Linked DNA regions of Sus scrofa: regions 1 and 2 are each linked to region 3. The links are chromatin contacts, called in public HiChIP or PLAC-seq maps. All regions are on one chromosome and are shown on one strand. The core of a region is the stretch at or near the end of the contact, and the rest is flanking DNA. Distances in the headings are between cores, read along the strand shown.

Region 1 (4,325 bases), core at 689-3,188, 410 kb after region 3:
GACAGAACAGCTATAAAAAAATCCCAGGAGTTCCCATTGTGGCTCAGCAGTAACGAACCTAACTGGTACCCATGAGGACTCAGGTTTGATCCCTGGCCCTTCTCCATGTCTGCTCAGTGGGTTAAGAATCCGGCATTGCCATAAGCTGCTATGTAGGTTGCCAACGTGGCTTGGATCTGGTGTTGCTATGACTGTGCTGTAGGCCAAGAGCTATAGCTCTAATTTGACTAACCTGGGAACTTGCATATGCCATGGGTACGGCCCTAAACAGACAAAAATAAATTAATTAATTAAACAAACAAAAAAACAAATAAAAAAAATCCCACTTTCAACCTATTAGGATAGTCAGGGCATATAAGGATCCACCTTTTTCCTCACCTAGAAAAATGAATGGTACGAATCCACAACCAAAGGGGTTCTATTCCTGAAGTACGCTGTTCCCATTCAGAAAGATTTGTTTTACACATCTCTAAATGCTCACAAGTTAAAGGGTATTCACAAGGAGATGTAAAAATGCTTGACTGGCATTATTGGAAATCCTCATCATAGTAAAAATGGATTGGCTGAAATAAACTTTCACTCATAAAACTGTGCGAGATAGCTCTCCTTTGCACACTGGAGCTTTCTGCTCTGTTTTTTTTTTTTTTTTTTTTTTTCCTTCCATTGGTGTCTTTGGTTAAAAAGTTTCAACTCATTCTAAAAAGTGGAAAATTTGATGTGATACCACACTTCCTCCCTCTTTACACGCAAACATTGCTCATCAGGCAGCTCCAAAGGGAAGAGGAAGAGGTAGGAGAAGGAGGAGTAGCAACAAAGATTATGATATAATACCACTCACAGAAGAATAGATAAAAAACTGCTATAGTCAGAGAATGACCCAGTACCACTTCTGTGTTAATCTAGATTCCTTCCTGCTTTGGAAATAAATACCATCTAGATATTTTGAGTCAGAGATTTCTGCCTTGGAGTTTTGAAGAATATGCCAATGCCCCGCATACTGATTACCTCAATGAAGTTATAATAATACGATTTTCGGGGGGCTATGCCTGTGGCACACAGAAGTTCCCAGACCAGGGATCAAACCCTAGCCATAGCAGTGACAATGCGGGAATCTTAACTACTAGGCCACCAGGGAACTCCAATTGTATGATATTTTTAATCCAAGCCCTCAGCCATGTGCGGAAAGCCCAGAGGAGTCACGCCACAGTATCTCATGCTTCTAGTTCTTTTGAAGTAGAATTTCCTTTCCTGCTGGAGCTGCCCAGAGAAATGAGAAAAAGCAATGGTACAATCAAGCATTATACCCTGCAGGGCAAATTCCTAGCTGACAATAATTTCAGAAAAAGAGGAATAAAATCTAGTTGGGTTGGTGTGATTGGTGTAAGTTTCAGGGATGAGCTAATTTGGATAATTACCAAAGTTTGTGTGCTATCTTTAAAGTTTACAAAATGATTTTATACCCATAATGTCACTTGACTTTTTTGATCACTCACGAGGTGGGTTAAATACTCACCCCATTTTATAAATTTGGAAACAGAGGCTCAGAAAAATTAAATGACTTACCTGGGGCCCCACTGGCCTTTGAATAGTCTTCTGACTCTAAAATCACATTCATCGCATGTACACACATGCACGTTGGTGTGTGTGTGTTTGTGTGCAAATGTTGGCGGTGGAGTCATACTGGTTGGAGGGGACATTTATAGTAAAGGCAAAAGAACAGAAGGCAGGTTACCCAGGTTTTATGGTGGGTATATATTACCTGACAGTGGAAAGTATCTTATTTTAGTCTCCAGCTCCTTTGCCTCCCATCTTTGTCATTTCCAAAACCGTTTCTAGTGCCAGGGAAAAAGAACATAAAACCCTAGGTAATCTAGATCCATACTAGCGGCAGCCTGGGAAAGGCCTCTTATGGCATCTGAGCAGGGCGTTGGCCGCGTTCCTTTTTTCCTCTCCAGGTATCTAAATTAAAGCCGTCTGCCAGCGTCTGAGCACCAGCAGCCACAGCAGCAGTGGCGGCGGCCGCAGCTGCCGTAATACTGGTTACAGGCCCCCTGCACAATATATTAGGTGAAATGAAAGCAGCAGCAAGAGAGAGCGTGTCAGAGCTGTCTGAAGCATCATTCCAAATGGTATGGATTTAACAATACTTAATTTAAAAAACACCAGCTTGGATAGGAGCAAGCTGTTAACATTCAGTGTGCTTTATGGCAGGAAAGAGTGAGCTCAACTCTCAGAATTTCTCTCTCTGGGGACGGTGCCTTACTGTGTTTGCTCCAGAGCCACCTGTCTCTTCCTGAGGCTGGACCTCCTCACTTGGCCCTCCAGTTGCAGTGACTGCTGTCCAGAGAGGGCAGAGGGTCTTCTGGAAAGAACTCAGGGTGGAGCATGATGGAGAGCTTAGGTATGTCCTCATCTCCCCTCTTGAAGGAGCCCGAGCCTTATATCCTTATGGGTGAGTGTGGAAGGTGGTTTGCTTTCCCTGGCCAATTCCGAAAATTCAAGTGAGGAAAAATCAGAGTGAAGATGAGATAAAGCCACAGGAAGCCGCCTGTCAGTCTCAAGGGCAGAGCTGGCATTCGAGCAGTTATCTATTTAACACTCAAGTGACTGGGGTGTTCTCTACCTTTTTCAAATAGTCTTTCACACATGACCTGATGTGATATGAGCAGAAACCCTGTCAGGTAGAGACTGGTTATTATCCTCAATTTACAGATGAGGAAACTGGTGACCTTCTATGATAAGTGGGTTCATTAAAGTTAATTATTAGCAGGTGGGAAACTGGAGTTATAGCTAAGATGGTTTGACTTTCCCCGGGCAATTCTCTGAGAAGTTTGATAGGCTACATTGATCGAGTGTATCCTGTGCCAGGCACTGTTCTAAGTACTTTATTAATTCTTCACAAGAGAATTTTCCCTATGGAATAGATACACATTATTGTCATATGGATATCATTTCTGGTAGATTAGCTGTCAACATTCATTAACTGCTGCCTTCTTGAAATGCAGAGGCCCCAAACCTAGAAACTACATTTCCTAGACTCCTTTGCAGCTAGTGTATCAGATGCAATTTAGATTTGGCTGCTGCAAAGCATTCCCATAAGATTTGGAAGGTGAAAGTGAGGCAGAGACCACACTTTGCTCTCTCCTCTTATAAACATGGCTGTAGAGCAATGTTGTTTATCTGCAACCATGCTAATCAATTGCTACCTTTGTGGATATCAAGAGGCAGACCTGGGACAATCAATTTATTAGCTGGATCAGAGACAGGGCATGGCTACGCAGCCCTGCACTGCCACTCAATGGGTGACTTCCTGGTTATGGAATAGGCAGAAGCTCCTTTGGTGATCTGCTGGTGGACAGTATCATAGGAATCTTCACAGAGCTCAAACTAGAGTCTTTGTCATTGGCAATTCCAATTTTCCATGAGTTCATTAATACCTTGTGACACTTTCAGCTTAAATTAGCAAGATTAATTCTGTTCTCTTGGCAGAATTCTTGAGTGATTCTTTAACAGAGGAATAAACTGAGGCACAGAGAATTAAATAACCTGTCAGGATCACATACTCAGAGAAAGGAAGGACCTAGATCTAGACCCAGGTCATTTGCGTCCCTAACCACTAGATGACACTGCCTCTACACTGGAGTTCAGGGAAGGAGAGGCCATACCTAATTTGAGAACTCAGTGAGGAGTTAGTATCCAAATGGAAAAAAAAAAAATGGAAATTGAAAAAAACCTTGAAATAAACAGAGACTTTTAGGGATGAAAATAAAGAGAGGAAAGCTTTGCAAGTAAGGAGAACAGAGTAAACAGAAAGCAGGAACTTGTGAGATACAGTCTTTGACTCCCTGACCCACTTTATTAGGCTGCTTAAAGGGGAAAGTTATGTTTTTGAAATTCTCTGTCCTACAGTCAGATTTCACACTCAGAGATCTCTCCCTACAAAGTGTCTAGCACTGTGTCCTGTGAAAGGAACTTAATGCCATTTAAAATTTGACTTGACTCATTTCTAGTGCCTGAAGCGCTAGGAGCTTTGGCTTACATGGCTTCTTATTGTCTACAGGGCTTAATTCAGGGCTTCTCACACTATAGGGACTTGATTAGAATCTGTGACCTTAGCCAATAGAGAGGAATTATAGAGACTGCATGGTGGGGGAGAAAGAACCCAGGTTTTGAAACCAAATAGTCCTAGCTATCCTAGTTAACAACCAGCAGAGCTCAAGGAAATAAATTGCTGAAAGTCCATGAACCCCCTATTTGTTTATTGTTTGGTTTCTGTTTTAAGCTGTTAAGTGATGAGAATACTACTCAGGACCACAGGGATGTTG
Region 2 (4,902 bases), core at 97-2,596, 450 kb after region 3:
GGGCAGTGGGGTAGTGGGGGCGGGAGTCAGAGAGGGGGGCTGCCCTGTGTGTCCAGACCCTCTCTGCGCCTGCTTGTCTGTTTGGGTAAGCCTAAACTGAGCGCAGGGTCCTCACTGGCTGCCGAGGAGCTGGCGCCGGGCAAGAGACTTGCAGCCAACAACAGCAAATGGTGGCGGTGAAGAGGAAGCCTGCGGTGCTGCAGCCCCCTCTAGGGTAACATTTAGGAGCATGAGAAGAAAGGCAATGCAAGAGGGCAGCTTGGAAGGAAGGGACAGGCTTGAAATTCGAGCGAGGGGACCGGACTGGAGAGAGGTGGGGGGAAGCCAGCAGTAGTTCCAAAATACCGCGTCAGGTCCTGCTGACACCAAAGCAAAAACATCCCTCACCACCCCAGGGGCTGGGAGGCTGAGTTCACTTGTCCATGGGGGTGGCTGCCCTAGTGGTGTTGGGTTCCTTGACAGAGATCAAAAGGGGAGCTTGCTGCTCTTAGAGCAGAACTCTGCATACACTCTTCAGAGAGGTGCTCTGTTTTCACCAGAAGTTATTTTTCAAAAATAACAAGTTTGGGGTTTCTCTCTCCTTCGATGTCTCCTTTCATTCATATTCTGATTCTGTCTCTCTCTTCTCTCCTTTCTTTCTTCTGGTCGTGATTAAGACCAGAAGTGCTCAATTAATGCTATCCTGTTGCATAAGGCCAATGAAGAGAACTGTTATTTGGCTCAATGTTATCTGGCCTGATGTGGTGAATAAACAAGACCCGGTGCAGGGCCCACCAGGCACGTGGTGGCAAGAGTCCCCACAGCCCCTCTTCTGCCCATGCCATCGTGCAGCCTGGATTAGCAAGCAGGGCTGTATAATTGCCAGGAGAATGGTGCCTGATCTTGGCATTGAAAGTGTATCAGTGTTAACAGCTGGGTGCCTATGTCATGCTCAATGACGATTTAGTGGCAACATCGGATATCAGATTAGCCAGGCTAGCAGGCAGGGGCTGTCTTCTTGCCAAAGCTGTGCAGCTCCAAAGGTCACGGTGACCTCCTGGGCTTAATATTGGTATTTAATGAAATGCCTTCCTTATCACTCTTCTCGGCCAAGGGCTTTATTTCTGAGAAGAGCTTCCAAATATAACATGATCTAGTGTCCTGGGTTGCCTTGCTAAACTCCCAAGAGGTGCCTCTGTACCTCAGACTCTGAATGGGTGGTGAGCTAGGAACAAAGATATAAGGGAATTCAGAAAGGGAGGGAGCCAACAGGAACGGTCAATCAGGATAGGACTTGTGTTATCCCAATGAGTTTAGACTTGACCTTGTAGCAGTGAGAAGGCAGTTATAGGATCTTATACTTTATACAAAACAGAGTCAGAGACTGCAGGCTGTTGTGACTGAAAAAGGAAGCCCCATTGCTCCCAATGGGAGAGAGAAGTGAGGTCTGAACCACACTATTAGCAGCAGAAACAGAGGGAAGGGAAGGACGCAAGAGATATGAAGGTGGTAAAATTTACAGGACATGGTGACTACTTGGAAGTGGGACATGAGAAAGAGAGCATGTCTGGCTCTAGAAATCCAGCTGCATGGGTGCTGCTGCCCTTAAAAAATGATGGGTTATTAAGAAGTAGGTTTGGGAGTTCCCATTGTGGCTCAGTGGGTAACGAATCCGACTAGGAACGATGAGGTTGTGGGTTCGATCCCTGGCCTTGCTCAGTAGGTTAAGGATCCGGCATTGGGATCCTGCGTTGCTGTGGCTGTGGTGTAGGCCAGCAGCTGTGGCTCCGATTCGACCCCTAGCCTGGGAACCTCCATATGCCACAGGAGTGGCCCAAGAAATGGCAAAAAAGACAAAAAAAAAAAAAAAAAAAAAAAAGTAGGTTTGCCAAGAATGCTGGAGTGGAGCTAGTGAGTTCATTTGTGATGTGCAGAGTGTGATGTGCATAGCAACCACCAATGTCCTTCAATGGGGACCCCTCTTTGCTGCAGCGAATCACCTTGCCAAAGACTACAACCCTCCTAGATGATGGCCTATTGCCAGTGACTGGTTGATGCCTGGGTACAAAGGCCCATTCCCCCTGGCTTCAATTTAGGACAACTCTGAATAATTATTCCAGCTCTAGAGCCCCCCTTCGGCTTGGTCACAGCCTCCTTGTGGGTCAGCTTTTACCTCTACCTGCCTGTCCTTTCTCTTCCTTACAGGTGTGTCTCCCAAGGATCCTCCCCAACAATCCTTCTGCAGGTAAATCTCTACCCATCCCAGGGTAGAGACACTTCCAGGGACACTTTATAAGAGAGTGTGGTTAGAAGAAAAGGATTCCAGAGGATGGCTAAGAAAATAGAAAATATATAGTTTTGAAACCTAAAGGAAGAGTAAAGTTTCTGGGAACAGATAGGAGTTGATAGTATCAAATACCACAGAGAGCTGTAGAGTAAAAAAGGGCTGAGAAGTATTCACTGAACAGCCAGGAGGTAAGCCATGGATAACTATGACCAGGGCTGTTTAAAGGAGCAATAGTGTAGAAGACAATTTGCAGTGGGTCCACTGGGAACCATATCTAGTCACCTACGATGGAGTGTGATAATGTGTGTATGTATGACTGGGTCACCTTGCTGTATAGTAGAAAATTGACAGAACACTGTAAACCAGCTATAATAGAAAAAAATAAAAATCATTTGAGACTTAAAAAAAAAAAGAACAACACAGGCACGTGGAGAGAGTCAGTGTAGACTGCTGTTTGAAGAATCATGTCTGTGGAGACTCCGAGAGAGGTCTGGTGGTGGAAGTTAGGGAAGGAGATAAGGTCAAGGTCCCCATGAATTGAAAAGAACAGACTGAGACAAAATAGCCAAAGGAAAGAAAGATGATGATGCCACTGGGGAAAGAGGAGAACATGAATAAAGCAATGTGTTTGAGGTGGGCAGGATGCCATGCCAGCCATGTCTTTCTGTCATACTGGCTGCGGGGAGGTGTGGAGGAGATGGAGGAAGCGAGCAAGACTGTTCACTATCTTCTACATCATGCCTCCAATCCTTCTCTGAGCACTGAACGTCACAACCTTCTTCAACTTCTTTCTGTCCTTGCTTCCCACTAGTCTCCTTCTGACTTGTAGCCCTCAAAACAACCCAGGCCACTGCAAGCACACCAAGGTCCCTCCACTTCGATTACCACTGGACCTTTTCTTATTATTTCCTTAGCCTGCCTTTCTGGATGTACCCAGGGTTAGGTGTTTTTAAATGTGTGCCTATTCTTTAAAGTAGATCAAATACTACCTAATGCACTCCTGTTTACTCTCTGTCCTGGCCTCAGCAACCTCTCCTCAGGTCTGTGAAGTGGACATGAGAAGTGAAGTGCACATCCACTTCTACCTTGCATACTCTCCCTGAGAATCCTTCCCTGGACTTCCATTCTTCTAGCTCACCAAATAGAGCCAATGCCCATTCCTAAGCCCCATTATACAGTCTAGCAGCAGTGCCATCCTTCATAGCATTTATGTGTTTGTGCAAATATTTGACTAAGTCTATTTTCCCTAGGAGATAATAAGTTTGTAAAGTCAAGGGTTCACCACAGAGTGGCTCCCAGAACAACTTTTGGCTGGATAAATAAATGAATACTTGTGACACTCTACCGTAGACTCATCTCACTTATGAAAAAACTAAATAAGATAACAAATTCCATAAGGACAGAAGCCAGACATTTCCATCTTTTTATTTCCTAAATATCTAGTATTAATCCCTGTACATAATAGCTACTCATTATACCTTAGCTGAGTGAGAAATCAACAGATTTTAAACCATACTTGAAAAAATCACTAGACCCTGTGATTCTGAGCTGACCAGTATCAGGAACTGTGTATTGGTAGCTGAGATCAATCCATGGCTCTTCTCATGCATTCATGCATTCCCAAAACACGTATTTAGCATCTACATAAGTTGTTCCAGGTGCTGGGGATACAGTGGTGAGCAAAACCAAGTGTGGCCCCTGTCCTCATGGAGTTTCCAGTCTACTAGTGGACTCAGACCCCTATCAAAAGTCACACAAGTAGATGAAAAATTCCAACTAGAACAGTGATTATGAAGACACACAAGCTGAATACCAAACAGAGTGATGGCAACCCACTGAATAGGGTACAAAGATGGGAGAGGCAGGTAAAGCCAGACCACACAGGGCCAGTGGGTCATGCTGAATATGTGGACTTTGTCCTCTGAGCAAAGGGAAGCCATCTGAGCCAGGGTGGGAGTCACCTTAACCAAGTATATTTCTAAAGCATCACTGTGTCTTCAGGGGGCGGGGGCTGGATTGGAGATGATCTGTCCTTCGCAGAACTTTTTAGCCACTCCTTCAATCTACAGGAACTGCCCAGGCACTCCATCATATCACTCTGTTTTATTTTCTTCGAAACCTTTAACACTGATGAATATTTTCTTTCCTTTTTCTAACCTTCAGTTTTTCCCTTGTCCCAGCCTCCCTCCTCCTGCAGTAGAATGTAGGCTCCATGAAGGCCGGGTATTTTGTCTCTCTTGTTTTTTACTATAGAATGTATAGAATTGTAGCTGGCACACTACGAGTGTCCAGAACATTTTTTTCCATTATTGGATTTTAATTTCTGTGATTGGAAGGTTGGGCAGAAGGGACATGTTCCTGGGCTTCTGGGAAGAGAGTATCTCTTCTTTATCAATTTAGCAGAGTCCCCATTTTTCCCGTAACGATGGACTCATAGGACCCTGCCCAAAGCTTTCATGATACTAAACTCTGTTAACCTCTTAATAGTTTTGTCTTCATGGGGCTAAGAGTGGGGCTTAATATAAATGTGCAACTTTCTCTATGATTGTTCTTTCCTAAGCCATCGAAGCTCTGATCTACCAACTATCTTTCCTGAGTTGGAATATTACATAAAATCTCAGCGTTTCCTTGCCAGA
Region 3 (4,600 bases), core at 772-3,271:
GGAATGATGTCAGCATCCTCCTGTTCTCACCACACAGCAGATAACTGGGGGGTCCCATCTCCTTTCATGGTACACACTTGGGGTGCTGGGCTGAAAATGCATCCCTCTCAAGATACTGACCTTAAATCCCTGGAAATTGTGAATGTTACCTTATTTGGACAAAGGGTCTTCACAGATAAAGTAAAATATTTTGAGGTGAGATTATGCTGCATTAACTGGGTGAACATCTATCCAGGACATGATCATGTAAATCCTATCATGTGTCCTTGTGGGAGAAAGGCAGAGGGAGATCTGACATAGCAGAGTAGATGGTGGAACCATAGAGGTGGAGGCTGAAGTGATGTGGCCACAAGCCAAGGGACCCCTAGAGCCACCAGAAGTTGCAAGGGTAGAGGAACTGATTCTCTCCTAGTGCCTTTGGAGGAGGTGCAGCATAACCTGCTGACACCTTAATTTTAGACTTCTGGCCTCCAGAACTGTAAGAGAATACATTTCTGTTGTTTTAAGCCATCACGTTTGTGTAACTTGTTATGGCAGCCACAGAAAACAAATATCCTTTGGGCATTACATAAGGAACAGCATCTTGAAAGAGTTTTCTGGAGATCAGTTGCTTGATCTTAACCTTGGCACTCAAAACAGTGAGCTTGCAGATGGAACACTCTGGGGGAGATAGTCCTTTAGCTGGTTATGCTGCACTGTGGCTCTGGTACTTCCTAGAGGCACCTAAGTGTGGGGCAGAGAAGGCGCAGTTTCCTAGCAAAGCCAGATCCAAGCCTGGAGCACCTCCTGACCCTGGCAGTCTGAGTCTCAGTTAAGCCAGGTTTTGTCTGCTGGTACTCACTGTTTTTTCTACCCTGCTATAACCCATGTCTCATTTAATTTTGTTTAATCCCTCAGAAACCTACAAAGTTTCTTCAAGTTTTCTGGAGCAATTTCCCACCTCCAGGAGTGGGAAATTGCTCCAGTCCATAGGCCTTACACCTCTTAGGGCTGCATATGTGGTGAAAGTAAGTTGTTTTCAGAATGTGAGGTTCCAACTGCAGTTTGGATCCTCACAAGTGAGACTGCCCAGGGCTGTGACATATGGCTTTTCTCATAAAGCCAAGCTGTCAGCTGGGAAACACTCTGAAATCCTTGGTCCGTATACAAATGTGGAGGCTTCTCTTGGGATGTTTGAACCCTGGGCTAGTTCTCAAAGATGAGGGGAAGGGACTGCAGTTTGGGAAAGAGAGTGAGAAAAGATTTGGTGCTTTCCAGCCATTTCCTTCAATCAAGAGAAAACATTCTTTAGTTTTACTGCCTAGGAAAAAATTTATCTACACGAAGTGGTTGAAACAGCTACTGGGGTCAAAGCGGGACTTCCCGGTACTGTTCAAAAAGACGACCAGGGTGACATGAGTTTGTGTGCAAAGAACAGGGCTAATGTGCCCAGGGGGCTTGGTGGGGAAACCAGTCAGAGGTGAGCCTGTGTCCATTTCCTAGTTCAGTAGTGGCACATCTGGCTTTCGGGAGAGGCCAGGGCCAGGGAACAAATTCTTCCTGAATGTGGATCTGTGACTTATTTAGTTTGGTGGAACGTCCCTGCTCCAATCACCCCAGAGAGAGATGACTGCGTGCAGATTTCCACCCGGCAGGAGCTGAGCCATTTAGGAAACAGGCAGAAGGTGTTATAAAGCCCCCTGGGGCACTGAAACCCAAGCAGACCCAGCCATTATCTCATTTGCAGAAGTAAATGAGGCTGATTGACTCTGACCATCACCATAGTGAATCAAAAAGTCCCTGGCATGTCCAAGACCTCTTCTTCATTTCACACAGTTTGGCAAGGGCAGTCTTCCAGCCTCTCGTATCCCTGGTGAATGTCAGGCCTGCCTTTCAATCAAGTTTTATTTCCAGATATACATTTCAGCAATTTTTCAGGAGCTGGGGTGGGGGCTTTGAGAAAGGAGAGGTCCAGGCTCTATTACAGTTCAGGAAGGGTATAAAAGGACATTAATCATTCCCGTGGAAGCCTTCCCGTCAGCAAGTCAAACTGCTGATATTAATGAGTGTGTTTCATATTTCATTGAGGCTCTCCTTGGTTTCAGCTGCTTCTTATGACTCAGCTGGCAAAACACAAAGCGGTTGCCTAAGTAGTGGGTGAACGTCCCACAGATAGGTAGTGAAAGGGCGTTTCAGGAGCCAGCCAGTGCCCCCCATCCCCCAGCTCAGGGCACCATGCTGCTGCCAACTAAAACCCATCCATTATCCCTTTAGCTACTGCCTGAACACTGGGCGTGTGTGTGGCACAGTGCTCAGTGGGACTCACAGCTGCTCAAAGTGCAAGGATGGAAGAGGCAGATTGTGAGTGTCATTCTGGGCTACAGGACTCAAATGCAGAGAATATGCCCTTAAACAACATGAGTAGGAACTACACAGGTCTGCTTGTATTCAAATTTCTTTCACTAAATGCCTGCTACAGCACCATATCATCTGTGGTTGTGAAACTGCCGATATTGAGGGCTGACTATAAAGTTATAGGTGGATTTTTAACTGCTCAGGGTTGGTGCGCCTAATCTCTGCCTTGTTCAAGGATCAACTGTAAACCAAAAGCTGAGGTAGCTATGGGAAATGGAAATTTATATCAGCTTTAGCAGGAGGCAACCCTTTGTAGGAGGGAGGATAAGATTTCCTCAACTAAATTGGAGTACTGATTAGCACAGGTATTTATAGTTAGGAGAAATGAGAGGGGTTGGGGTACAGGCTAGTCCTCACTAGCCACTAAGCACTTCAACTGCAAAAATATTTCTGCTCTTACAAACCACCTGAGGAACCAGCTTCTCACTGCAGGAGGGGAGCTCTCTTTTGCCAGGCCTGGGATGCTCCTGGTCCCTGAACAGACCCCTGCAGACCCTTGGGAAACCTGGGAAAGCTTTAACTGGCTCAATGGTGAGGGAACCAATAGGCAGGAAAGGAGGCTTATGCTGTGGTGGAGAGGTTGGTGGATCTGCGCTGATAGGACAGGGCAGTTCCTTGGATGTCAGGCCCCTTACCTGCACTCAGCATCTCTCACTCTCAGAGTGTCAGACAAGGGCTGGTCATGAACTTAGCTAAAAGTCCAGGCATATCCTGGGGAGTGGGCAGCTTGAGCCAGCATCCAGGGCACTCACCGGGAAGGGCAGTCTCTTCGGTTGCAGGCAATTGGCTGCAGAGCAGGGCGTGCCTTCCCCGCACAGTGAGTGGGGTTGACTTCTGTGCTGTTCAGGAGACACCGCAGGCGGGGCTGCTGAACACCCCTGTTACCACAGGAGGCCGAGCAGGTTGCCAGTCTGTCCACAGACCACCAGTAATCTGTCACAGAAGGAGGATCAGAGGTGAAAAGGAGATAGCTTCAATGCCCATGCTATTCCTTCAGAGCAGCTTAGGGTGGGGTGGGTATGTGGGCAAGAGATGCTGTTATGAATGAACTCTGTCTCCATTCCCAACCTATCTAAGCAAGGCTTTGGTTGGCTCATCCATAAAGTGAGTACAATAGCCCTTACCTCATCACACTACTATGAGGACTGGGTATAAGAAATCATAGGACACACACTTAATCAGTGGCTGTAGCTCTTGTATTTTCAAACCTATTTCCTAAAGTAGTTTTTTTTCTTTCTATTGGTTTACAGTGACTTTACTTTTCAACAATGATATAGAAAGATATCAGAGCTACTTAACAGTCACATTTAAAAGTATATATATATGAGTTGGACATTGTACTTGTTAAAGAAAAACAGCATATTCAGAAAAGTATTCATTTATGGGAGATGATGATGTTAGATAGGCAGTTTTCTTTGGATTTTCTCTTTGGGGGTCTGGGACTCACTAGTAGGAAAGCTGTTAAAAATAACTGTGGGCTGGTAAATTTTGAGTGCTTATTTGCAAAGTTGTGTGTTATACATTTTGCAGATAGGTACTGCTTCTGGTTTTCAGCAGAGGATGGCTGGCTGGCAAAAAATGGAACATTTACTTTCCTATTTGGAAAAGCAAATGGTGGGGGAAGATGTTTAAGTGGGAAAGCCCATGTGCTCAGAAAAACCTCCCTCCTTATGTGCTAAACTGGCACACATGGTCTCTTCCCAAGAATCCTCCATTTTAAGATGCATGTAGTAGAATTTAGCTTTTCCTGAAAGTATCATGCACAGGCCACAGGTAGAACCAGTCTATGGAAAACTTAAAAGCATCACTTTAGTTCCTGTAACAAAGCTAGTTTGGATCCCTCTCCCACTGTTTTGGGCTCATTCACTACCCTTTCTTGGGGCAGTGCCCACCCCAAGTCTCTGACCTGCCCATGTGCCTGGAAAGTTAATGTGTGAGTCTGCTTGTGGTCAGGCCATGGGGAAGGTGCTTGGAAAGCACTTAGCATGTGACTGCAATTGAACACTCTCATGGATGATTGGCCAGTCCTGGCACAAGCCCCTATTCTCCAGGGCAGGGGCAGTAACCAAGTGGTTCAGATAAAGAGGTAATTTTAGGCCAACCCAAGAGAGGAAACTTGCATTTTGACAGGCAGCTGTGTGTGCGTGTATGCACATGTGTACACACGTATGCACATGTGCACACACGTATGCACATGTGCACACAC

What was found. HiChIP or PLAC-seq counts read pairs in DNA pulled down with a chosen protein or histone mark.
Region 1: a contact with region 3 is called in an H3K27ac HiChIP or PLAC-seq map of skeletal muscle, with 5 times the contacts expected there. The contact joins two enhancer-like sites. A contact is called at or near these places in 1 of 47 Hi-C or Micro-C datasets (skeletal muscle) and 1 of 2 datasets of contacts at active chromatin or transcription factors (skeletal muscle).
Region 2: an H3K27ac HiChIP or PLAC-seq map of skeletal muscle shows a contact between it and region 3, with 8 times the contacts expected there. The contact joins two enhancer-like sites. A contact is called at or near these places in 2 of 47 Hi-C or Micro-C datasets (both in skeletal muscle) and 1 of 2 datasets of contacts at active chromatin or transcription factors (skeletal muscle).

The regions. Positions count from the first base shown.
Region 1 is chr1:204,385,398-204,389,722 of Sscrofa11.1, forward strand. The region is part of intron 2 of ADAMTSL1 (ADAMTS-like protein 1); the gene reads right to left. All of the region lies in intron 1 of LOC110256879 (a long non-coding RNA gene), which reads left to right. Among named protein-coding and RNA genes, the nearest start is that of ADAMTSL1, 560 kb to the right of the region's middle. Within about 2 kb of position 1,939, at least 1 of the 83 cell types and tissues checked has an H3K27ac peak or open chromatin away from gene starts, as enhancers often do. A contact at or near this core is called in skeletal muscle, where this site is marked.
Region 2 is chr1:204,419,580-204,424,481 of Sscrofa11.1, forward strand. The region is part of intron 2 of ADAMTSL1 (ADAMTS-like protein 1); the gene reads right to left. Among named protein-coding and RNA genes, the nearest start is that of ADAMTSL1, 520 kb to the right of the region's middle. Within about 2 kb of position 1,347, at least 25 of the 83 cell types and tissues checked have an H3K27ac peak or open chromatin away from gene starts, as enhancers often do. A contact at or near this core is called in skeletal muscle, where this site is marked.
Region 3 is chr1:203,973,005-203,977,604 of Sscrofa11.1, forward strand. ADAMTSL1 (ADAMTS-like protein 1) reads right to left here. Exons shown (of 30, transcript XM_021074260.1): 26 at 3,147-3,327. Among named protein-coding and RNA genes, the nearest start is that of SAXO1, 190 kb to the left of the region's middle. Within about 2 kb of position 2,022, at least 3 of the 83 cell types and tissues checked have an H3K27ac peak or open chromatin away from gene starts, as enhancers often do. A contact at or near this core is called in skeletal muscle, where this site is marked.